2 separate regions of the Mus musculus genome follow, and region 2 is linked to region 1. Evidence: chromatin contacts called from public promoter capture Hi-C data. All regions are on one chromosome and are shown on one strand. The core of a region is the stretch at or near the end of the contact, and the rest is flanking DNA. Distances in the headings are between cores, read along the strand shown.

Region 1 (6,456 bases), core at 3,805-6,304:
AGTTTGAGGCCTGAGGGCTCCTCATTTCTGGTCTGATAGGAAGTATTCCAGTATAACATGTTAAAAACAAACTCACAGAGTAGGAGCATAGCTCAGTCTGAGCATGCTTAGCATGTGCAAGGTCCCAGATTCAATCCCCAGCCCAAGGGGGGGGGGGGCGAGGCACAATAAACTTTAAACGGGTTTATTTGAGCAAATAGCTATTTCTGAATCAGGCAAAAGTGGTTCAGTGGGCCACAGCCGGGAAACATAGGGAACATTTTGATAGGATGAACACAGAAGTAAAACAAAGAAACATTTGGGTGGATGCTGGACACTGTAGCTCATGATTATAATCCTAGCTCTCTGGAGGTTGACACAAGAGGATCAGGAGTTCAAAGGCCATCCTCTGCCTCTCAAGTAGAACTGAAGGCCAACCTGGGCTTCATGAGGCCCTACTGGAAAGAAGGGAGGGCGGGAGAGAGAGAAGCAGGCAGGGAGAGAAGGAAAGAAACCTCAAGACAGGCAGAGACAACGGAGGCAGAGAGGAAGGAAAGGAGACTAAGGACAAAAATATTTGATTGGCTACAGTTACCATATTTGGTGTAGTCCAGTGGAAACTATAGCTAGATATTTCTTGGCTCCTCCTATCAGAGCGCACTTGGCTTTAACTGTTGCATAAACAGAAAAGTGGATGATACTGCTCCATCTAGTCTCACTCAGGCTTAACTCTTAGACAACGCCCACTTTTAAGGAAAACTGGGGGCGGGGTGCTCAGAGTGGAGTATGCCCTTCTTATACAAAGTATCTTTATAGCTGCCCTTAGGAGGAATGCTGAATTTCTTCCTTAATCCCTGGAAGGGCAACCAGAACCAGGAACACAGACCTGGTTAGCTAGCGATAGACTTAGGACAATTTGATCTTGTAAGTTGTGTCTAATTGGCTCACCTGTTAAGCACAGTTTCTATCCCCCTTGAAGGACTTGTAAAGGAATACTGGGATGTGGCTATGTAACAAAACCAAAACTTGGGCATGTGCCGAGTTTATCCCATATTGGAGGTTCTTGTTTGTTGTGGTTAGCGGTAAGACAGGGTTTTACTATGTAGCTCTGGCTGGCCTCGAACTCACAGAAATTTCTGGCCTTTGCCTCCCAGCGCAAGGCCCGCAACACTGTCTAGCATTAAATATTTTTGTCTCGCCTTCCGAACCTTCTTGGAGTTTTCCCCCTCAGGCTAACCACAGCTCAGCGGAGCGCTTCCTACTGCTGGGTTTCAGCGACTGGCCCTCTCTGCAGCCTGTCCTCTTCGCACTGGTCCTTCTCTGCTACCTACTAACGCTCACCGGCAACGCGGCGTTGGTGCTGCTGGCCATTCGCGACCCTCGCCTGCACACACCCATGTACTACTTCCTTTGCCACTTGGCTCTGGTGGATGTGGGTTTCACCACTAGTGTGGTGCCACCGCTGCTGGCCAGCCTGCGCGGCTCAATGCTGCAGCTACCGCGCGCTGGGTGCATGGCTCAGCTGTGCTCATCGCTGGCGCTGGGCTCCGCCGAGTGCGTGCTGCTGGCCGTCATGGCGCTGGACCGCGCGGCTGCGGTATGCAACCCTCTGCGCTACACCTCACTGGCCTCGCCGCTACTGTGCCGCACGCTGGCCGGAGTCTCCTGGCTCGGTGGCCTGGCCAACTCCGCGGCGCAGACCGCCCTGCTGGCCGCGCGTCCCCTGTGCGCACCCCGCTGTCTGGACCATTTCATCTGCGAGTTGCCGGCGCTGCTGCAGCTGGCCTGCCGCGGCGGCCGCAGCGCCACCGAGCGCCAGATGTTCGCCGCGCGTGTGGTCATCCTGTTGGTGCCTTCGGCGGTCATCCTGGCCTCCTACATCGCCGTGGGCCGCGCGGTCTGGGGCATGCACTCCAGCTCTGGCTGGCGGAAAGCGGCGAGCACATGTGGCTCTCACTTGACCGCGGTCTGCCTATTTTATGGCTCTGCCACCTACACCTACCTGCAACCCACGCATAGTTACAACCAGGGCCGTGGCAAATTCGTCTCGCTCTTCTACACGGTGGTCACTCCCGCTCTCAATCCTCTCATCTACACACTGAGGAACAAGGAAGTGAAGGGGGCGGCACTGAGGCTCTTGCGGAGTCTGGGGAGGCCATAGGTGGGACAGTGAAAAAACTGAGAAGGGCTCAGAGTCCTGGAAATAGGATGCTCATAATTTTTGTCTGTGCATAAGGATCTGCAAGTTTTGTGCTCCGTGAGTTCTGGGTTAGTAGCGAGATTCTTTTCTCTCACCGGGTAGGGTTTGAATTCTTGCGGGGTGCGGAGAGGGGACTCCTGAAATATATAAACACTCTTAAATGGTGATGTGGTAAATGGCTCTTGGGACTCTCAGTAAGGAGGGAAGCAGGATGCAGGAGGGGGTCAGATGCACTCTGAGGAGACTTTGTACCAGCCCTGAAGAATCCACCTGGAGATAAGATGATGAGCACCCTGGTGCTGACCTTTATTTTTTTCTCCAGGCTTACAAAAGACCTTAAAAAATTCCATGACCTCGCCCATCAGGTGGAGTCTCTCTCGGGTTAACAAAGAAGTTATGGGCCCCACCTTACAGAGATCTCTTCCAGAAACAAGACATGGTTTCCATTCTTGGGGAGCCAGTCCAGCTAATGCAAACCTAGCCAGGTCACCATGCCCACTACAGAACGTCAAAGAATGTCTGCAAATAATAGGCAATTGTGCTGGCCCTGGTTAAACTGGGACTCCCATCTGCCGGATAGGATAAGGCTCTTCCCCTTCCTTGCCCACCCGACACGTGGAGAGGGTGTTAGGTTTTATTTCATACCAAATATCTTTAAGAAGATGATGACTGAATTTAAATAATTTATTAGACTATGATCCAGTTATGGTAAACAATCATATTCCATAACACATTCTTTCTCTATACTCTATAATTAAAATTCAATTTGGTTCAACAATCATTCATTGATCCACCTTCCCCTGCATCCCAAGTCCTGGAATTAAGTTTGCACCACCACACCTGACTAAAGGTTCAGCTTTTGCCCTCATCAACAACCCTGCGAATGAACTATGTTAGAAACAAGATTCACAGACTTGACAAATACTTTTAATCTACTCCACTTCCCTCAAATATTTATTTCATTCTCGTTAATTTTTTATATCATCAAGAGATGTGATTGGTAATAGCTCAGAGGAAATCGGCTTTGAGCTTCTCATCACCGCATCCCCGTGGTCATCCCCCAGTGCAGTGTGTTGTCAGAAAGAGCAAACTGCCACTCTTGATGTTGTAGTCAGCCATGATCTTTCCATCTTCCAGCTTCTTTCCGTTGCAATTCACAACCTGCTTCTTAGGGATCACAGAGGTCACACTCTCGATCATCTCTTTCACCTGGGCCACTGAGCTGGATCTTCGAACTCGGAGGAGGTGCCTTTGCCCCTCGTTTTTGGACTCCACCAGAAACAAGGGCAGCTCTTCATCACTGGGCTTCACCACCTTCAGGGTAAGGTGGATAGTGGTTTCCTTGTCAATCCCATAGGATGACAATTTTCGATGGGGCTTGAGGATTTTGGAGTCTAGCAGAAGGATCTGGTCCTGTACAGAGACCTTGGTTTGGGACCTAATATGTTCATTTATCTTCTTCACTTTGTCATTCTCAGTGGTCTCAAAGGTCATTAACCGCCATTGGTCTGAACGGACAACCTAGGCAAAGAAAGCCAAGAGCGTCATCTAAGAACGCCTGCCACCCTCTACCCCCTACTCCTCAGCTTCACTGTTCTCCTGGTTGGCCCTCTGGCTCCTTCTCAACAGTCTGCATCTCTCCCTCTCTTGCAACTTTTGATTCCTACATCATAACCCAAATCAGAACATCGGCTTCGTGAAACTATAGGGCTTCAAACGTTGTATACAGATCCCTAAGCAAACCCAAAGAGGATTTCCAAGATTTGGCAGCCTCACAGAATGCTCTCAGCCATGACTCACCCTCTGTGACTAATTCAGAAAGAACCCTAGTTAAGACATAGTCTCTACACTGCTGCGTTCTTATTAATGTTCCCGTCCATTTCTGGTAATGTCCATGTTGTGGTGATGCTGTGCTTAATGGTGTTAATGTGTATCTCTTGTATTTTATATCCATTGATATAGAACATAATATCCTTTTTAAATTAGACCAGGATCCCATTCACAGAAGACAAAAACTATATCTGAGTTTAACTTCATTTACTGAAGAATTAAGTTAGGGAAGAATCAGGCCTGTAAACTTTATGAAAACTTCCTCATACTCCATTCAAGGAACCTTCCCAACCTAGATATTCCATATTCTTCTTCAGTTTTGTCTTGTATTGGACATTGCCCTAATTGCACATTCTTTACATTGGAGCATAACCTGTTTAAGGTAATGTGTTAGTTATGTCACCAATAACAAGAAAAACAAGTTTTATGAAGTTTTCCTTTGAAAAGAGAGAGACGCTTAAGGCTGAGAACTCTGTAAGTTATTTTCCTAATTTCACATCTTGCCAGCCTCATGAAGCAAAGTGTCCTACCATTTCTCCTAAGTGGGGATGGCAAAAATGGCTCAGCTGTTTAAATAAATAACAAATAAGTAAATCAATCAATCAATCAGTCAGTCAATAAAATCTCTTGCTGCCAAGCCTCACCTTTAAGCTTGATCCCTAGAACCTATGTGGTGAAGAGAGAGAACTGACTCCTGAAGGTTATCTTCTGGCTCTGACCCACCATATACATGCACACATATAATAAATAAAATATTTTAAAAGTTTAATAAGTCAAATGACCAACCTCTCTTCAGAGTACCCTCTTCCTATTGTGCAGTTATCAATGTCTGCCTTTTCTCCTAAATGTTTCTCACCCAACTGCCTCACCTTCTAGACCACTGTCCCCTCCCAAGTTGTGGAACTGTACCCCCAATACATGGAAATACTTTTCCTTCCCATTCGTTTACCAAACCCCAACTTACACAGGTGCGGACAGAAGCCATGTCTGTAGTCAGAGGCTGAATAAGAAAAGAGTCCTTGTGTCTGCTTATATGTGAGTAGCTGGGTTGGAAATCCCCAAGTTCAATGTGTTGTCCAGTTTAGCAGCAACCTTTGTTCTCAATAATTCCTTTCACTTTTGCTGGGGTAGAGTTCATAATGGACACTGTTTGTACACAGATTTCTCCCCTTAGCCAATCTATCTGTATTCCTAGTTCTGTGCATAGAATAGTCATTCTAAGATAGGAATTTTGCCCAGGCTGAAAATCCCCCTACCTTCTCCCAATCCTGCCTTAGTTCTGCCCAGCTACTACTAATCTTCCACTAGCTAGCTTGATAATTTGTGATGCTTGCTTACCCTCCCTCACTGCCTAAATGAGCCTGGACTGCAGCTGTGACTTGGTGTCCTGGGGTAGGGTACCGCTTGCTACATACATTATGTTGTAAAAATATGTTCCCCTCTTTTAATATAGGTTAACATAGAAGGCCATTCCTGGTGTCTCCCCAGCATATAGAACCTTGCTTATAAAGTCTTTAAACACACACACATACAAACACACACACACTTACTTTGGATTCTTGGTTCTTGAACCTCTAATACATTTCCCAACCTGACTCAGAATCTGCAAACCAAACATACTACTTGAGAACAATCCAAAATCAACAGTTAAATTCTGACTCCTACCTTTCTCCATATGTGCACCACAGTTCCTGGATTCCCACCCCCACCCCCTTGGCTCTCAGATGCCTCCTCTCCCTGAGGCCAGAGACATGTGATGGTGCTATTCCCTCACTGTTGAAAGTTGGTTGAATGAGACCAAGATTGTGACTGAGCTGTCTCCTCAAGAAACCTGATACTCCTAATATTCCAAGTTTGACATTGGCTTCTGAGGTAGGACACTCCATGAAACTAATTTTCAAAATTGTTTATTAAACAGCTTCAGGGGTTCTCCCCCCCCCCCAAAGAACTCTGTAAATTTTCCAAATTATTCCTCTTGTTTTCTGTACTTGAAGTGGCTATGTACTCATCCACTGAAAAACCTTTTTTTCTTTTTTTGATCATGTTTTCCCCTCCCCCAATTCCTCCCAAATCTTCCTTCTCACCTCCCTACCCGCCCAACTTTACGTTCTTTCTCTGTCTCTCAAACACACACACACACACACACACATTCAAAAATGTAAAAACAAATAAGCAAAAGACCATAAAGACCATGAGACAAAACAAAGAAAACAAAAACCTCCAAACAAAGCAAAAAGTCTACAAAATATACCATCAGTCAGTAGTGGGCCAGCTACTTCTGGTTATGTAGCCTGCCCTAAAGTATGATTAATTTACCTAATGAGACTCCATTGGAGAAAGCTGATATTTCTCTTCACTGGGCAGTATCAATTGCAGAAACTTCTTAGGAATGGGACCCCAATGTTCACTCCCCCCTTTAATAACACCTTAAACTGTGTCATTTTATT
Region 2 (5,784 bases), core at 2,924-5,423, 76 kb before region 1:
GGTAAAAAAAAAAATAATAATAATAAAGCTATATCTACATCCTTATTTTTCAATAGGGAAGAAGCTGCCCATAGAAACCTAAAGTTCCACAAGGGATGAAGAAGTCCTGGATCCCCCTGTGGTACAGGTGAGAAAAGGAGGAGACACAGGTATGGAGAGGAGACTCAGTCCTCAGGGATGCCCTGGGCTGCTCACTTTGTCACACTGTGCTGACAGGAGACACACCATGAGATGCCAACTGCAGAAAGAGACATTGAGGGTTTTGGAATTATAGTACAGAAGGAGAGATCAGAACACATGCTGTAAACTCAGTCCCACACAAGGCAAGGCTTTCTTTCATACTGGGGAAGAAAATAGAAGAAATTCAAACTTTCCTGGGAGGTGTGATACTCTAAAGTACTCAGCTCAAATGTCCCATTGTTAGAGTCCCCATAACCCAGGGGTCTATCCTCTGTTCCACCACATGCTACAGGTTAGGCCCGGCAACTTCTTACCTTTCTAAATGGTGAAAGAAGCATCAGAACTTAATCACTGTTCCTGCCTTTAACAGAACAAATGAGACTTGATCAGACACCACAAGATGAGCTGGCTGTGTTGCCCCATGGGCTCCTGTCCACCTTATCTCATATCAGGAACCATATCCCACCATACTTACTGGCAGTCTGAGTATAACTGATTCATCTTTCCCCTGTGGAAAGAAAACAGTGGGTAAGAGGCCAGGGAGGCAGCAGGGCCATGAAAGTCTATGAAAAGCCTTAATCCTAGCCCCAGGGAAGCCGATAGAACTAGGACTGCAGGCTCAGGGAAGGATGTAGAACATGTAAGATATAAAGGAAGTGTAATAAAGTCTTTTGGAGGATCTGTTCTCAGCAGGAACCTTCCACTCTGATTATGTCTTTTCTTTCCCACGATCCTATGCACAGCAGATTGTCAGCACAGAGACTCAGGCAAGGCTAGCATTTGTTTGTGATACTTCTTCCTAGTTAATTGTTCATAAATGTACATCAGTGTGACTTTCATTACTATACCCATGCAAACATGAATAAGGAGACCTCTCTGATACTTTATGCATCTTAAGTAAACACCTCTTCAAAATGTAGCTAAAAGTCTTTACATGAATCAAAAAAATATTTTCCCAGAATTGTAATTTTGGAAATTTGATCTTTTAACATTTAGTTATTTGTGATTTAGATGTAAGTTGTCTAAACTGTGTATATTGAGTCTGTCTGCATGTGGTTGATTCACATCTATAATCTCAGTACTAGGGAAGCAGAAATAGGAGAATCCCTGGAGTTTACTGGCTAGCTGATCTAACCAAATTAGTAAGATCCTATCTCAAAAAAAAGATAAGAAGTATGGAGGGAGACATACAGTACTGACCACTGGCTTACACATACATACACATAAACATACACATGGACACATACACACATATGTATGTACATACATACATACATATATGACTAGCGTATACCTACATTATAAACACAGCATCTACATCATATACTCATAGATAGACAATAACATAAAATAAACTATTGTGTCTTTTGAGATGGTGGGCCAAATGTCTACCCAGTGAACAGGCAGGAACAATTCCAACTAAGACCTGGAGTCCAGAGGTGAGAAAAAGGACTCAGTCAACCCTTTTGCTTACCTGCACCCCTCCTCTTGCACACCACAACAATAGTGATCACACCTCCCAGGAGAACCAGACTAGCAACGATGACCATGATGACGACAGATGATTGAGACGATCTTCCTGGGAAAGGAGTGGAGGGTGAGAGTCATGATGCCCAGTTCTCAGTTCTGATCTTAATCTAGGCTCCTTCTTTCCTTGACTCTGTTACCCTTCTCTTCCTTACCCCATTTCAGGGCAAGGGGCTCGGTTAGCCCCTCATGGTGCACATAACATGTGTATCTCTGCTCCTCTCCAGAAGGCACCACCACAGCTGCCCACTTCTGGAAGGTTCCATCCCCTGAAGGCCTCGTTTCCACAAGCTCCATGTCCTGGGTCAGGTCCTCTTCATCCTTCTGCCAGGTCAGGGTGATGTCAGCAGGGTAGAAGCCCAGAGCCCAGCACCTCAAGGTAACATCACCTTTGGGTCTCGGGTGATGGGCCACATGTGCCTTTGGGGGATCTGGGTGGGGGAAAGGTGGAAAATTCAAGTATTTTGCATTATTTTTGGAGAGTCATTGGAGATCATAGGAGCATCCTCTGGATGGACAGAATTAGGGCACAGGAGGGATGTAAGCACCATACGGGAGTCTGGATCCAGGGACCTATCATGATCCATTCCTTGGAATGTTCTAAAATCAGGGTTAGTGCACTGGATAGTTTTATGTCAACTTGACACAAACTAAAGTTATATGAGAGGAGGGAATCTCCGTTAACAAAATGACAGCATAAGATCAAATTGTAGGCAAGACTAGAGGTCATTTTCTTAATTAGTGATTGATGCTGTGGGGCCCAACTCATTGTGGGTGGTTCCATCGCTGGGCTTGAGGTCTGGGTTCTATAAGAAAGCAGGCTGAGCAAGCCATGGGGTGCAAGACAGGAAGCAGCACTCCTCCATGTCATGTAGATCAGTTATTTGACTTTCTGTCCTGACTTTCTTCAATGACAAACAGTGCTGAAAGGGTAAGCCAAATAAACCCTTTCTTCCCCAACTTGCTTTTGGCCATGGTGTTTCTTTGTAGCAATAGAAGCCCTAAGAGAAAATCTAGTAGGGAGCTTCACATTTCCCATCTCTAGTCCTGATTAGGTTGAGCAGAGACTCACAGCATTAGTGCAGTGTGACTTCCAAAGACATTAGGGGTGTTGAGAGAACCAGACCTGAAAGAGGCCATGGTACACAATGAGCTGCAGACTGAATGGAAGTGGTTGGTTGTGTATCTCAGGGTGTTTTCTCCTTCCATTCTGGGACAGATTCAAATGTTCTGAAAGTAGGGTCAGCCCTGGGGACAGTCACTCTCTGATGTTGGATCAGGAAGGCCAGTACCACTCTTCCTCCTCCTTGTGCAGTATTCCAGCGGATCTGGTATTTCCTCCCTCCCCAGACATCAAGAGCCTCACTTGTATGTTTGAGGGGGTTATCTTTGCTTACTAAAAGTGGTTCCTAGTTGTTCCTCATACCTGCTCGCTGAAGAATCTCCTTGCCATTCCGCAGGAATCTGTGGAGCAGCTCCAGGCACTCTCCCTCCACATAGGCCCTGAAGTACTCTGCTGTGCCAGCTGACTCTAAACGGCTCTTCGTGATCTGAGACACCATGTCCACTGCAGTCCAGGAGCTCAGGTCTTCATTCAGGGTGATGTAATCTGAGCCATCATACGCAGCCTGATAGTGGGCTCCAAGAAGGCGCATGTCTGGCCCTACCTCACAGGAAACCATCCACTGCAGGATGTGAGAGCCTAGCCACAAACAGGGTGTCAGCCTTAGCCACCTCACCCTGCTCCGCCCGCCAACAGGATTTGGACCTAAACTGAAAGTGAAACCGGTTAAAGGTTTCTGAGAGCTCTGAAGCCCAACTCCAAACATCTAACCTGGCACCCAGGGCTACTCTGGTTTGGCAGTAGACAGACAGGAAGGAGTCTGACCCAGGCTTAGGGTCACTCACCGCCTTCACTCTGGTTGTAGTAGCGGAGCAGGGTCCGAAGGTTTGCTCTGGCACTTTGTGCAATATTCTTGACCTTGAGTTTCAGCTCCTTCCAGTACTCTGGTCTTTCCTTCTCCATCCAAGGTGCACGAGGTTCCATCCTCGGAATTTCCTCAATGCTATCACAGCGCTGAAACTGCACGTCGTCAACATAGCCCACAGAGATATACTGGGGCTCCCCACGGCCCGGCCGTGACACCGCAGTGTGGAAATAGCGCAGTGAATGTGAGCCTGGGGGCGAGGCAGGGTAACTTCAGAACTCTTCCCTGATAACCCCGGGCCAGTGAACAAGCATTGGGTTGGGGGTGGGGCAGGGAGCGGAACTCAGGTCCCGGCAGAAAAGGGATCCCCGAGCACCTGGTCCCGATGCCGTGATCCTCTCTTTAGAGGTTATTTACTTCCCGACCCCTGAACTCACCAGAACCTGTTTGGGTAACAGCCAAAGAGACCACCACCATGTGCAGGAGAGCGCGGTTGCTTGAGGACCCCATCCTTCCCGTGGTAGCCCTGATTAGATTCGCTAAGTACACGCCAACCAATTAGAATGGGAATTGGAGAAGCGTCATCAGTATCCGGGCAAAAGTACCCGACAAAGTTTACAGAGTTACAGAGAAGTGAAACCTCAGAGGAAATGGGGGAATCTCCAATGCTGGGTTAAACCTGGAAACTGGGCTTGGATTTGATCTCTGTTCTCCTACACTGAGTACTTAATGTCACGTTTCCTAGAACATTTTTAATATTCTAGGATCAGTATGTTCTCTAAAACAAACAAAACGGTTTTTTTTTCGTTTTGTTTTATGTGTACTGATGTTTTGCTTATATTTATGTATGTGCACCTCATGAATGCCTGGTGACAGCAGAGGCTAGAAGTGGGCATCTGACACCCTGGAACTTGTGATACTGGTCCTATCAATTGCCACATGAGTTCTGGAAATAAGACCCAGGCAAACTCCATGGATAAGTTTTATGAGTTAGGTCTACCAATAATTATCACTTGGGGTGCACACTTATAAACCCAGTCTCCAGGACATATAGGATTTTGGAAGGAGTTCAAGGTTGTCTTCAGCTAGGGAGTTCAGTAACACAGTGAGATGAGGAGCTCTGGTAAGAAATGTTCCAAGAGGTCTTATGGTCAAACCTTTTAGTTATTAGGAGTGGAAGCCCCTGAGTTTTTCTTGTTTGCAAGCTCTAAAGTCCTCCCATCCCACTGGGGATCCAAGCAAGAGTTCTTGGAATCAGTGTAGGCACAGGAAACTGACTTGGATGCAGATTCATTAACACAGTTGGCAATTTGGGAAATAGCTCTGGCAGATAGAAAACAAGGACAATATTTAAACAAAAATATTGAGATAAAGACTAATGAATCTAAAGTTGATTTTAGCAGTTTGATGGTTTGCCATAGACAATATGATTACTCAATTTTCACTCAGAAATCATATTAGTCACAAATGTCATAAATGAACTGTTTAGATGGTATGCTGTATTTCAATAGGCCCACTTGCTGTATATAAACAGCAGTCCCTACAGGTAAATTAGCCAAACTCTCACCCCTATTGCTCAATTTCCATGTTGTTTTGTCTTGTTTTATATTTTGAGACAGGGTTTCTTAGTCCTATCTGTCCTGGACTCAATTGGTAGTTGATGTGGCCTTGAACTCACAGAGATCCTCCTGCCTCTGCCTCCTGAGTGTTGGGGTCAAAGGTGTGCAATGCCATGCCTGGTTCAGACTCCATGTTTGATCACAAATGATCCACGGTGTCAGTAGAACTCAGCTTAAAGCTCGTCATTTTAATTTGCAGTATATTACTCTAAGTTTCATGACTTTCTGCATTCACTATATGTTGGATTTCTCAAGAACTGCTGTGGCGCTGCCCCACCTTTGATATTATTGCCACCCTTTCCTCTCTTGTAATTGGCCAAAGGTTTTACCAAAATGTTATTATTTTCAACATCAATGAAATGACTAGAACAAAAAGAAAATGAGTGGCTTGATTCTTATGGGAAATGAAATTTGGACAGAGTGATTCCTTGGAGAGAAAACCCCAAGATGTTAATGCCCAAGATGCTGCTGGGAAAGTATGAGAGGGTTCATTCTGGTCTTCCCTCTGTCAGAACACAAAGTGAGATCTG

Evidence for each region. Capture Hi-C pulls out chosen DNA fragments and counts their contacts.
Region 2: a promoter capture Hi-C map of pancreatic islet shows a contact between it and region 1. The contact joins the promoter of H2-M3 here to the promoter of Ubd in region 1. A contact is called at or near these places in 1 of 39 promoter capture datasets (macrophages), 1 of 15 datasets of contacts at CTCF or cohesin (the NIH/3T3 cell line), 1 of 484 Hi-C or Micro-C datasets (Th1 cells), 1 of 115 datasets of contacts at active chromatin or transcription factors (embryonic stem cells) and 3 of 9 other capture datasets (adipose tissue, liver and pancreatic islet).

Annotation. Positions count from the first base shown.
Region 1 is chr17:37,192,490-37,198,945 of GRCm38.p6, reverse strand. It overlaps Ubd (ubiquitin D), which reads right to left and starts at 5,054. Exons shown (of 2, transcript NM_023137.3): 1 at 4,974-5,054; 2 at 2,845-3,700. The coding sequence starts at 4,994. The coding sequence ends at 3,233. It overlaps Olfr94 (olfactory receptor 94), which reads left to right and starts at 980. Exons shown (of 1, transcript NM_001011518.1): 1 at 980-2,140. The coding sequence starts at 980. The coding sequence ends at 2,140.
Region 2 is chr17:37,268,623-37,274,406 of GRCm38.p6, reverse strand. H2-M3 (histocompatibility 2, M region locus 3) reads right to left here and starts at 4,173. Exons shown (of 8, transcript NM_013819.2): 1 at 4,073-4,173; 2 at 3,616-3,885; 3 at 3,134-3,409; 4 at 1,863-2,138; 5 at 1,655-1,759; 6 at 656-688; 7 at 495-541; 8 at 1-238. The coding sequence starts at 4,145. The coding sequence ends at 678.